Linked DNA regions of Drosophila melanogaster: regions 2, 3 and 4 are each linked to region 1. Evidence: chromatin contacts called from public Hi-C and HiChIP or PLAC-seq data. All regions are on one chromosome and are shown on one strand. Each heading gives the region's core, a stretch centred on a gene start, on an enhancer-like site or on the middle of the called end of the contact. The rest is flanking DNA. Distances are from core to core; before and after follow the strand shown.

Evidence for each region. A called contact is a pair of places that touch in the nucleus more often than the background predicts. HiChIP or PLAC-seq counts read pairs in DNA pulled down with a chosen protein or histone mark.
Region 2: a Hi-C map of the S2 cell line shows a contact between it and region 1, with 4 times the contacts expected there. The contact joins the promoter of WDR79 here to the promoter of PDZ-GEF in region 1. A contact is called at or near these places in 35 of 107 Hi-C or Micro-C datasets (the Clone 8 cell line, the D17-c3 cell line, the Kc167 cell line and 13 more) and 4 of 6 datasets of contacts at active chromatin or transcription factors (the Kc167 cell line and the S2 cell line).
Region 3: a CP190 HiChIP or PLAC-seq map of the Kc167 cell line shows a contact between it and region 1, with 4 times the contacts expected there. The contact joins the promoter of retm here to the promoter of PDZ-GEF in region 1. A contact is called at or near these places in 19 of 107 Hi-C or Micro-C datasets (the Clone 8 cell line, the Kc167 cell line, the ML-DmBG3-c2 cell line and 11 more) and 3 of 6 datasets of contacts at active chromatin or transcription factors (the Kc167 cell line and the S2 cell line).
Region 4: a Psq HiChIP or PLAC-seq map of the Kc167 cell line shows a contact between it and region 1, with 7 times the contacts expected there. The contact joins the promoter of CG9175 here to the promoter of PDZ-GEF in region 1. A contact is called at or near these places in 16 of 107 Hi-C or Micro-C datasets (the Clone 8 cell line, the D17-c3 cell line, the Kc167 cell line and 4 more) and 2 of 6 datasets of contacts at active chromatin or transcription factors (both in the Kc167 cell line).

Annotation. Positions count from the first base shown.
Region 1 is chr2L:6,322,177-6,325,097 of dm6, reverse strand. It overlaps PDZ-GEF (PDZ domain-containing guanine nucleotide exchange factor), which reads right to left and starts at 1,331. Exons shown (of 8, transcript NM_001273197.1): 1 at 1,105-1,331. It overlaps Ddr (Discoidin domain receptor), which reads right to left. Exons shown (of 17, transcript NM_001298737.1): 17 at 1,632-2,921.
Region 2 is chr2L:6,126,159-6,129,135 of dm6, reverse strand. It overlaps WDR79 (WD repeat domain 79), which reads left to right and starts at 1,361. Exons shown (of 4, transcript NM_001298736.1): 1 at 1,361-1,526; 2 at 1,583-2,234; 3 at 2,293-2,481; 4 at 2,541-2,977. The coding sequence starts at 1,400. tctn (tectonic) reads left to right here. Exons shown (of 3, transcript NM_135154.3): 3 at 1-1,264. The coding sequence ends at 1,225. It overlaps B9d2, which reads left to right. Exons shown (of 3, transcript NM_001201775.2): 3 at 1-1,264.
Region 3 is chr2L:6,454,259-6,457,256 of dm6, reverse strand. retm (real-time) reads left to right here and starts at 1,328. Exons shown (of 6, transcript NM_001298743.1): 1 at 1,328-1,722. The coding sequence starts at 1,660. It overlaps frj (farjavit), which reads right to left and starts at 1,205. Exons shown (of 7, transcript NM_205915.3): 1 at 1,049-1,205; 2 at 575-892; 3 at 393-513; 4 at 144-336. The coding sequence starts at 786.
Region 4 is chr2L:6,097,530-6,100,719 of dm6, reverse strand. CG9175 reads left to right here and starts at 1,754. Exons shown (of 5, transcript NM_164681.3): 1 at 1,754-1,787; 2 at 1,883-2,164; 3 at 2,229-3,176. The coding sequence starts at 2,024. stai (stathmin) reads right to left here and starts at 343. Exons shown (of 7, transcript NM_164682.3): 1 at 171-343.

The DNA.
Region 1 (2,921 bases), core at 82-2,581:
AATACGCTTCTGTTCTTTATAAACCTCTTATTTTATATCAAAATTCCGTACGTCTAAAGAACTGAAATCGGACTTCTAAAACCACAATCAACTTTCTGTAACTTGTTATATCCTCATGATCACGGATATAGATAAAAGCAACAATAGTGGCAACTTTTAAAATTGCCATTTGTTCATTGTTTGCTTTTGTAACCGAAAACAATTGGCCGAGAGATTAGCCATTGTATAGCGTTTGGGCCAATTTGAAGAAAGGGTGGCCCAAATCGCGGATGTAGTGGCATCTGCGGAGCTTTGATTGCGATGCACACGGCGCTCGAAAACAAAGGTTTTCGAAACGAAATTGCTGTGAGAGTTTGTTAGTCAATTCTTATTCGGCTTTTTGTTTGCTGGCCGCGCAGGTTGCTGCTTTTGTTTTTTAATTTTTGTTTTTTTTTTTTTGCTGGGTTTTTTTTGCTGCCCGCACTAACACACTTTCATTTTCCGCCACAACAAACACAATGCTGCCAATAAATTAAGGCAAACAAAAACAATCGGAGAGCGGGCGAAAATTCTCATGGGAGATTGAGTATGCGCTGCCTACGCGTCGGCGGAGTGTGCATGTGTGTGGGAGCCAAAGCTGCTACTGTACGTGAGAGCGATTGCTGAGCGTTTGCATGTGTGTGTGCGAGGGGGCGAGCGACACAGAAAAATAATAACAAAAAATGAAACGAAAATTGTAGGCGACGACATCCGAAGCGCGGATAAGCCATACACAACAATAATAATAGGAGCATTGCAAAATCAAAGCGTAGTAAATAAAACACACTTTGCACCACCCACACAGACAGCAGACGCACTAACACACTCGCACAGCCAGCAGATATGGGCGTGTTTGGTGCAGTTGAATGGTTTTTGCAGCCAGCAAGGGTCCTCCAGTGGCGGGGGGTGGGGAGTTGGTTGGGACTGTGTTTATGCCCCTGCACTTGCTAATTATACGCACTTTTTTTTTAGACGCAAGTAGTTTCCCAGCTGCCCTTTTTGCGTACACTGCTGCATAAAGAGATTCAAGCAGCCTGTGTGTGTATTGGTATTGTGGTGCGCATTGTTGGAATTTCTTTCACTCACACACACAAACACACATCTCGACGAGGAAAAGTGGCTGTTGCACTGCAGTTTTGTGAGCGCTTTTCGCTCTCAGCTGCGTGGCCGAGTGTGTAAGATGGTATTTCGAGTTGCTTTCATTTGGTGAATTAGTTTTTCGATTCGAGGGCGACCGTTTAATTTAGAAAAATTAAGTAGCTGAAAACTAAAAGTCCGACGCGTCTTACAGTGTGACCACACCGCTCAGTGATACCAGGTTTTCTATACTATCTATGACTATCGCTGAATTGCGGTATTTAAATACCGATTGGTTGGTATAGATTGTTCACTAAGTTCCTTTTTAATACGCTAGTGGCGCCACTTCTGTTTCAAAAAATACCCGCTGATCTGGGAATCGGTTATTTCTGCTTTATGTTTTTTAAAACATTTATTTATAGATGGCGCCTTGGTGATTTTTATTATTTTCATACATTACCGTTATCAATTTATAAATTGCAAACTTTTTAAAACAAAGTCAAGTTTGCCCCAGAAAATCGAAATGCTGTGTTTTTAAGGATTTTTCTTTATTTATAATCTAATGCAATTTCTTCCATTTCAAAAAGCGTACAATTCTGAGTTTCATCTTTAGAGTTCTTTTTATTAAACATGATTGTGCTCAACGATTTTCTTTCTTGTCTCTACTTTTTGCTTATTTATATTTTGAGTTACACTGATCTTTAGAAAGGGAAACGTATCGTTTAGTTTATGGTTATGCTAAATTAAAATAATTATATTTATATTTAGTAAAGAATCATTTTAAATATTTGGAATACATGAAAACCATTGAACTCTTAACTGAAATAATGTAAATGTCGTCTATCATGCAAATTTAAAACGAACTTACAACTATGCTTATGATTAAAACTTATTTTCTTAGATCGAGTTGATATAACTGCATATCTTTATTCAGCGAAACCTTTTTAAGCATTTGATAGAATACAAATTAAATAAAATAGATATACGGTTATTAAGACTTTGTACAGCACAAGAAAATAGGAGGGAAAAGGCACAGTAAAAATTTGGTTAAACAAAATACATTTTTGATATGCGTCTAATTGACTTTTGTGTAGACTAGAGATTTAAGAACGAATGTCTGCGATTAGCCTAGGTTTTTAACTCGAACGAGTTTAGATTTGCAGAAATACAAAGCAATTTGCACAATTGTTTTCACACTTCTTTGTTTAAACAGTTATTGTCAAAATTATATGCAGGCTTTAAATATTTTTTTTCCATCGCGATACATCGTCAAAATGCAGTTGTAATTTCCAGGAAAAGGGGCAGCAACGGCAGGTGGACATTATTTAGTTTTTATAAATATAGACTCATTTCACTTTACTCTAGTAAATATGTAAAGCATAATTGATTTGATAGATAGCGTTCAGGTGGAGGAGCGATAGGTACACACATATGTCAATGTTTTCATTTTCGATTCCATTTAATTATCCATTGGATAGAATGCACAAATATTACCATACGGAGTTTTCTACCAATATTATTTACACTTAAACTCTTTCAATGTGTATTATTCGAGGGATTTTATAAGCTATTCACTTGATTGTGTCCTTAGAAGTATAATATTTGTTAGCGATTCCTGTGTTTTACCGTACAAACAGTCGTTACCTCTGATATACATACATATTTGGATAATTTCCGATTGGGCATACCCAGTCGAAGAATGTGTAACGTATTAAATTCGGGGTTTGATTTGCGATTGTTATTCATTAAGTTCTCTACATGCATTTCTCTTTAAAATTACGTTCTTCCCGGATAGCTGTCGAAATTGATAATTGAATTATAACCTG
Region 2 (2,977 bases), core at 112-2,611, 200 kb after region 1:
CTACGAAAGTCCCAATTGTCAGCTGAAGCAGTCAGTCTGGCACTTGCAGCCGATCAGGCACGTCTGCAGAATGAAGGATTCCGCCCAGCTGCAGGAGAGCATCTGGAGCCTACTGAACCAGACTTCCAACTACGAGATCCTATCAAAACCCCGCGATCTAGAAGAACCGGAAGTAAACGGGCTGATCGTACAGGTCTGCCTTAGAGGAGCGAATAAGTCAATGCGTTGCTTGGAGCGAGGGAACGACACCCAACTGGATGTTATAGTTGATCATGTGGAGCTGCAACTGATTCACAACTTTACGAATATCCTCGAAGCAAAGCTTTTTCTAGAGGAGGCCAAACTGGCGGAGGACGACAACGAGCCACTTTGGCTTCGCTACAACGTTGAGTTTGTCACTCTGAACGAATCGCTGACCAAGCCCACTTCCGGTCCACTCGGTTACCTATCTGGCGCCCCTGTAATCCTCTCCAGAATGTTACCACAGAACAGCAGCGAGGATAAGCAGCTAATAAGCTATCACAGCCTTAACCAAAATATCAAAGAGTTTCACTGGCTTTCCCTGCCCTCCAGGAAGCCACGAGGAAGCAGCTGCCAACGCGCACTGGACCACAAGGAAGCTCTGCGCTTCGGTATAGACCTCCTTACCCGTTGTGAACTCCGCCACGCGGCTCCCTTGCTCCAGGCACACGCCAACCACACCGAGTACTGCCAGGGCTTGCAGGCCCAGATATGGAGCCTGCTGCTGCCCCACAACTGCACCCAGCTGGAGGATGTGACCAAGGTGTTCGTCTCCCATCTGGGCAGACCGCAGCCGGACAAGTGGCTGCCCATGGAGGTGCGCTACCCGGAGAACGTCCACGAGATGCCACCACCCGTTCAGGCAGTCTACGACGAAATGAGACAGAGCCTGAGCTGTCGGAATATCTTCCTCAGCGTTGGCTACGAGTTCCATGTGGCACATCTGGCTATGGTGGAGGGCAGAGCGCCGCATCAGCGTGTCCTGCAGCACGCACGCCTGGTTCTGGGCCAGCGGCATGACCTGGAATTCGACACCAGCGAGATTGAGGTGGCGCTTCCTCTGAGCATTTCCGCCATGTTCTACCGGATGCAAACAAAAGCGCTGAGCAATGGAGCTGCAGTGGGCATCGCTGGCCATCTAGTGCTGGTGGAAATGATTTATCTAGGGATTATTTATCTAGGATCCATGCAACTTTGCCTCTAGAATAATGTTTGGACGTATGAGATTTTTAGAATAAAAACTAAAAAAGGAATTTTTTATTAAGTTTTTTATGTCTAAAAACTTGTACAGTTGCGAGTTGCATAGATGATGGTTGGCTTGTACCTTAAATCTTTGCTTATATTTATGTTAACACAAAATGTTTTGGAAAAATCCTTAATGATCGAAAATTCGTTTAAAATGGAAATGCACTTTAAAAACCGTTGGCAAGCGGCCAGCTTATTTTTGCGCTATCCTCGCACGGTCACACTGTGCTTGAGCGGTAAAAGTGGCGATATGGACGAATGTAAGTGACGTTTTAAACGAAAGCACGGAAATGAGTAAAACAAATATTTCCCCAAGCGGTCAATTTAAGCACCAGCATGGGCGATGTGGAGGCATCCATGCTGAATCACAACGTGAGCTTCAGCAGCACCATGGTCACGTCCAATGGCGATCTTTCGTTGCCCAAACTGAGCGTGACTCTTTCGGCGGAGGAGATCCTAAAGCTGCGTTCCGGGCGTCCAAAGAACGCCGTTGAATCGCCGCATGCGGGTGTGCCCATGGAGACAAGCCTGGCTGCCGAGGAGGAAGCGAATGGGGATGAGGAAGAGGAAAGCGTGCGGGTCGTCGACATAGAGGACACTTTGGAGCTGACGTCGAATGGCAATGAGGCGAAGCCGGAAGACCAGGAGCTTGCGATTGCTCCCGTCCTCCAGTACTTCCAGGGAGCACTTGTTGAGTTGGGCCGACGCTGCTGGACCTCGTCCACGGAGGCTCAGCACTACACCAAAGGCTGCTACTGGTCCCCGGACGGCACGTGCCTTCTGGTGCCCGTTCACCTAGACGGCATGCACGTTATAGAGATGCCCAGTGACCTCTACTCCGCAGATACGGTGCAGCCGGCACGCTCTCTGACCAAGCTCCAGTCGGAGGTGCACGTGCCCGAGGGCGGAACCGTCTACGACTGCGTCTGGTATCCGCACATGAACAGCCTGCAACCAGAAACCTGCTTGTGAGTTGACAACTCTCTGACGCTCTCCCCAATCTTATACCGTTCCCATTTCACGCAGGTGGCTGGCCACGCGGCAGCACGAACCCATACACATGTGGGATGCCTTCGACGGTTCCCTGCGATGCAGCTACAGTGGGTACGATGCCGTAGACGAAGTAATGGCGGCCATTTCCTTGGCCTTCTCCCATGACGGCGAGCAGATCTATGCGGGATACAAGCGCTGCATCAAGATCTTCGACACCAGCAGGTGAGTCGGCTGCTTATTTTCGTACGCTCATTTAATGCAACTCAAACTCTACTCCGTAGACCCGGACGTTTTTGCGACGATTACCCTGTCAAGTTTGCCATATCCTGCATTGCACAGACCACTGCGCACCCGCACACTCTAACCTGCGGCAACTGGCATGGCTACATCCAGCACTTTGACTTGCGGTGTAGCCACAAGCAGGGTCCTCTCTTCACGCTGGGAGGGCACAAGGGCGGCATCACACAACTGCGCTATGGAGAGTTTGGCAACGGGGAGTGGCATCTGTTCAGTGGAGCTCGCAAGTGCGATAAGATCTTGCAGTGGGACATGCGCAACTACAAGCAGCCACTGGTGGAGTTGCAGCGCCATGTGGACACCAATCAGCGTATTCAATTCGACCTCGCATCCGACAGCAATTGGCTGGCTAGCGGTGACACACGGGGATTCGTCAATGTTTGGGATCTCAAAAAATACGGAGATCCTTCCGTACTGCCCC
Region 3 (2,998 bases), core at 79-2,578, 130 kb before region 1:
ATGCGGTTGAAATCGATTATAAGCATGTGTGTGTAATGTTTTACAATCAGCAATTGAATTGGACTTTGGTATCTGGTTGTATTGTGACTACATTTTTAGTGCTTGTGGATAGGAAACTAGGTTGAATCTGGTCCAATCTTCACCTGTAAGAACTCCGATGTAGTTGAAGCTGTAGTGCAGGATCTCAGCGGCACTCAGGCTCTGCAATTCCACATCGTAGTCGGTGATCTCGATTGGACTCTCCTGGTGCACATCCCGCTGGTCGTTCTTCTTTTGCTCGTCGTGCGCTTGCAGTCGCTTCCAGGCGGCAGTCTTCTCGAAGGCAATGCCCGAAACCTGCCGATGCAAGGATTACGAGCTAAGTAATGGCAATGAATGGTTATGCAACCCACCTTTAGTGTTAGTATCATTTGTATCATGTTCGTGTGGCCGGGAATGCCGAAGTAGAAGTCGAAAATGCGGAAGAACACCAGGTAGCCAAACATGACCGCAAACGTGACCAGGTGACCCTTGCTGGAAGAGGGAGCAGTGTGGTTATTGGTAATTTTCCACAGGTTCAGGATCACCAACTAACCTCGGGTGCACGAGAAGCACGGCGGCCGTGCCCAGTGCCAGGGAAACAAAGCAGTGCAGACTGTGGAGCCCCGAGACAATGACAACCACAAGAACGCCTAGCCCAGTGGACACCAGCTTGCGCTGGCCCTCGTCCGCGATCTTCTTCACATAGCTGCCGGCTCCGATGCAGCCCAGCAGGCAGATCACATAGATGACGTCGTCGATGCTCATCCTGCAGTGGGTACTCGATCCCCCGGCTATTGATTTTTGATTTGTTTTATCCGCTCCGCAGAGGCAGTGCAGCCAGTGTTGCCACTCCTATGACGGTCACCTATCGCTTAACGGTATTTTCGCGATATTATTTATTGTTTATATCTAATAAATTTAACAAAGATACAATTTAAGTCCCATACAACTGCAGTAACGCAACTGATAATGCATACAAATTACGACAGGTGTCGCTTTAAAAAAGATTCAAATTTCATTGACTTACCGAGAGATGTCGCATGCATAGGTATTCAAAATTATTCCACTGTTCTTTAGCTTTCATCCTCAATTCATTTTCGTTTTTATGGGGCTTGTTTGATTTAAATTTGTCAAGTTTTTGCATATAATACACTCGGTGTGTACGCTTCGCATCAGCTCTCTCAAGCGGCCCTGTGTGAACGGCATATTTCAAGTGCATTGTAATCCCTAGATACAGTAAACCAGCTTCGGTATTCATCGGATATTTTTCCAGGGCGAATGCCACCTAGCGAAAAGCGGTCACACCATTGGCGTCTGTTAATCAAACTCGGAGAAAGGCTTTCTCTGTTTTCCACGGCCAGGCGGTTCTCTAGAACTCCTACGCTAGGAGCCAACGGATACCAGACACAACTCAGTGAAATAAATAGCAGTGGCGTGAACTGTCACGAGCAAAAAAACAAACCCAGCTCGGTATTCCAGTGCCCAAGTTTGGTCACCTTCCCCGCCCCCGCGCGCTCATTATACTGCAACGGAAAAGCGCAGAGTGAAAATTGATTTTTTAAACAGTGCGAACTCCACAATCAGTGCAACGAAAATTTGAAATAAAAAACACGGAACGGACGATTGAAAGGCAGCAAGATGGTGCAAAAATTCCAGTCACCCGTTCGCGTCTACAAATATCCTTTTGAGCTGGTGATGAAGGTGTGTACATTGCATTTTCCCCTCTCCATTTCGTCGTGTGGAGTGGGCGGCCTTATAGGCGTGTCCCACTGCCTGTTTACACATACCCATCAATTTAAGTTTAAATTGTGCATTATGCGATGGCATAGCCACTAATTCACTGCGACTCGCAAAGGGTCGTTGTGTATCGTTGTTTCCGCTCGGACACAGTTGCTTCATTTATTCAAATCCAAGCTGCAGATAAATAAAATTAACCTTGGACAGCAATTCCTCCCCCCGCCCAACATGCTCTCTCTTTCGCAGTTGCGCTCGAAGAGCGAGATAGAGATAGATTCTTTATCCAATTGAATAATACACACTGCATGTACGTGTGCGTGTGTGTGCGTGTGTAAATAGTTTGTCGGTGGGAGGGGGCGGTTTGGTTGAAACGACTTGTTTGTGAATTTTTCATTTATTTTTATTAATCTACTGATTGTTTGCGTCCAGCTTTGCGTTTTAGTCTCATTTATGCCATAGAAATTTGTTCTTTTTTTAATGCTGTTAATTTACATAATGCGCCTTTTTGAATGTATTAACATTTATCGTAAATTATCGAAATTGGGGTTATAAATTTATAAGATAAAAAATGGTTGTCTTTTTTATTGAAGCTTTTCCTCCCTCCTACCTCTGTTTCCTTTGCAAATCATTTTATTTTTTGCCTTTTCACTGACTGATAAGAAAACGAACTGTTTTTTACTTCAAAAGTTTATTTAAGCAACAGAAATCACTTCAAGTGCCGTTTTTTGTACTTAAAATAACTATACAGTCATATATTAGACTAAAAGTGTAGTCCAAACACAAATCACCTAAAATGAAAAGCCTATTATGGTTATTCGATACTTTGAGTGTTTATGTATGTTTTCCCTTGTAGACAGAAGTAAGAAAGCGCTTTTCGTGACAGAAACTCAAAAGTCTCAAATGTCAAAGGTCAAACATTTATTCTACGTACGTCACCGACAGGGGTAATTTAAATTTAAGCAACATTTATGAGCCGCACGATAGGACACCTGTCCACTCGCATGTCCCCAAAGATGCAGGCAAAGTTCCAGCATTTTAGACCATTACCGCCCGCCAGGACAATTAAGAAAGCCTATCTGAATAATTAAGGACACCAGTGCCAACTACACAGTTTGCTAGCTGGGTCTGGGAAAAATATGGATATTGTAAGACATGTCCATGTGAGGTGAGGAGTCGCCACGTGTTGGATGGCTCCCACCGCACACTGAATTATTCAACGTGTGAATATCCACATGAATAT
Region 4 (3,190 bases), core at 505-3,004, 220 kb after region 1:
TACACACTGATCTGCACTTTGTTACGGGAAAAAGAAGAGGTACAAAGCGCGAGGGAAAAGCAACAAAAGAGCTCTGCGCAAGTTGCTGTTGGTGCAATTGCGCAGTGGCGAAAAAAGGGATCTTGCACTGGATCAAACCAGATTGCACTCGAGGTTCAGAGGCCACTCACCTGTAGATTGCTTTCCAATGAAATAAGTTAGCACATGTACAGTTAATAATAGCATTCAAATAACGATAGACACACTGGACACTTTTGAATTGTTAACAGTTAAAATACGGTGCGAGAACTTCGGCAGTTGTTTTTTACAGTTGTGATCGCGTCGGCGAAAATTAAGCGAATGAGCAAGGAAGAAACAGAAAGCAGAGAAGAAAACGAAAGCAGCGACGCGGCGTCGCGATCGGTGAGCACCAGCTGGGCTTTGTTGTTGTTGCTGACCTGGAAGCTGTGCGAGTGGAAAAGAGATGGCGCCAGTGCGTCTTTTGTTTGTTTTCTTTTGTCGGTTATAATTCAAATGACAATTTTGAATTTATTATGTACGCCCAAAAAAGTCTGTTGAATCCCAAAAGTAAGATCCTAAACTTTTCAAATAAATACGAATGAGTGTTGTGACACTTCAAAAGAAACACAAGGACAACGAACTTGATTATGTCTTCCTTTTTGAAGCTTTTTATTCATTTAATAATTATAAATAATATACATACATACGTACATCCACTTGAATCAGGTTAACAATATTGACATATCACTTAAGCCACCTTGACTTCGATAAAAGTGAAATTTGATCAAAGTGCCGGAAAAACTTGTTCACGCACTATGAAAATAATTATAACAAAACTAGTTTAGGTGCGTAGACAGTAGACAGTTTTCACTTTAACGCCCATTTAAATTTAAATACAGCCTATACGATCTATGGCAAAATTGATGAGAAATTTAATTGAAATCTGATAAAGTTATCAACGCAGAGTTGACAAAAGTCAGAAAATAGCAATAAGAAACACCTAATAGAGAATTTAAGATGCTGCAGATTTGAACAATAACTCGTTCAACACGTTTCACACCTTTGTCTGATATATGTACATACATAAATAACTCCCACGTAAAGGAGTATATAAATATGACTTCGGAGTCCCCTTTGTGCCGCCCACCAGCGATTGAAGGTCATTTTGTCACAACAAAGAACCAGGAAGACCACTGCTGAGCTCCACCGCATTAATGACAATCCTGAAATATTATAATTTCTTATTTCACTTGGAAAAAAGAATTCCTTTTTCAAGTTGTTGCAGGGGAGAAATTTGTCTACTTTCTTTTTAATAAAATTTTATTACAAGTACAATTAAGCCTATCTCGTTCTTAAAGGTAGGTACCAGTAGGTACTGGTTATGAGGTGGATCATTGAACATTTCAAACAGGGTACATGGTATATTGTACCTTAAGGTACAAGGTAAAGAAGACAAGCCACGTTATGCAGCGTACTGGGTGCAATATACGCGTTGCAAAATAAATATCGCAATATACTTGAATTCTTATGTATATAAAAATGGTTAACAATTATGTACTTAAAAACATTAAGCTTATTGCGATAATTTTTAAAGTTACCTATCGATTAGAGAACAGCTGTGAATATTTTGATATTTCCAGCTGTTAACATTGCAGCCCATCAGCTGTTTGCTCACGTCACCAGTCTGGCAGCCCTGTTCATCAGCTGAAGACAGCTGACTGCTATGGCACCAATCACCAATCTGCCTATCGATGTATCGATACCTCGCCCTGCCACCGCTATTCAGTGTACGTGGATTTTTAAGACAACTTTCTCAGTCCAAAACACAATAAGAAAATAGTTCCCATGATTAACGTCCACTGAATCGACCCACAATTCCCAGTCAGTTAACAGCCGGAGTGTGCCAGCGGTAGACCCAATTAGATGTGCCTGCCCCGCGGCCAGAGCTGATAAACTCGAGTCAATCACTCAGCCCCAATCCCTCCGCCCCCAGCGTCCGGTCGATTGTGATATATTATTGATAATGGCCCACACCCGCCGTCCCAGCGACGGCCTGCTGGCCCGCGTGAACTTCCCGCTGTACGCCGTGGACATGCTAACCAGCCGCCACATTCTGGTAGCCGGAGGCGGTGGCTCCAGCAAAACGGGAGTGGCGAACGGCTTTGTATGAACTCAGCTCGCTCCGCCGCATTCTTGTGATGTTTCTAATCGACGATTGATCTTTCCAGGAGATCTATGAGCTGTACCACAACGGCAGCCACTTCTGCGCGGAGGAGGTTTTGCGCCATGAGACCGGCGCCAATGTGGTGATGAACTTCGCGGTGCGCAATGGCGGCCGGAGGGGCTATCTGTGCGCCGGCCAGGAGGCGCACTGTCAGATGTACTACGTCCAGCCGCGCGTTCAATCCGAAGAGGATGGGAATGGAAACGGTGTGGGCGTCGGGGACGGCAAGCCTGCTCCGGAGGAACGGCCGCACGAGAACGGCAACGTGCGCCAGCGAAACGCACACTCGGGCGTGGAGCCAGTGGCCAACGGGCACAGGCCACCCCTTTCCACCGCCGACATATTGCGTCAGTTTCGGCGACTGCATTTCGACATCCAGGCGGCGGATGTGATCCAGACGGACTTCCTCAAGGGCGCCGAGCCCCTGCAGCGCGTGGTGCGCATCAGCGGTAATGGCCGTCTGATGGCCACTGGCGGCACGGACGGAAAACTGCGCGTCTGGACGTTCCCCCAGATGACGCTGGCCGCCGAGCTGGCGGCACACAGCAAGGAGATCGATGACCTGGACTTCAGTCCCGACAGCAAGCTAATTGCCAGCATCTCCAAGGATGCACAGGGCTTGGTGTGGGACCTGGCCAGCGGCCAGCTGCAACACAAGCTGCAGTGGAAAACGCCCGAGGGGGCCAAGTACCTGTTCAAACGGTGCCGCTACGGAACCGTGGAGGCGCAAAAGGATAACTACCGCCTCTTTACCATTGCCAATCCGCTGGGCAAGGTGGGAAAGCAGCGTGGCTTCCTGCAGCACTGGGACTGTGCCAGCGGGCAACTGCGTCAGGCTGTGGCCATTGACGAAAGCCTCTCGTCACTGGCAGTGCGGGATGATGGTCGATTCGTGGCCGTCGGCACGATGTTCTCAGGCAGCGTATCCATGTACATTGCATTCAGTCTGCAGGTGAGCAGAGGCAA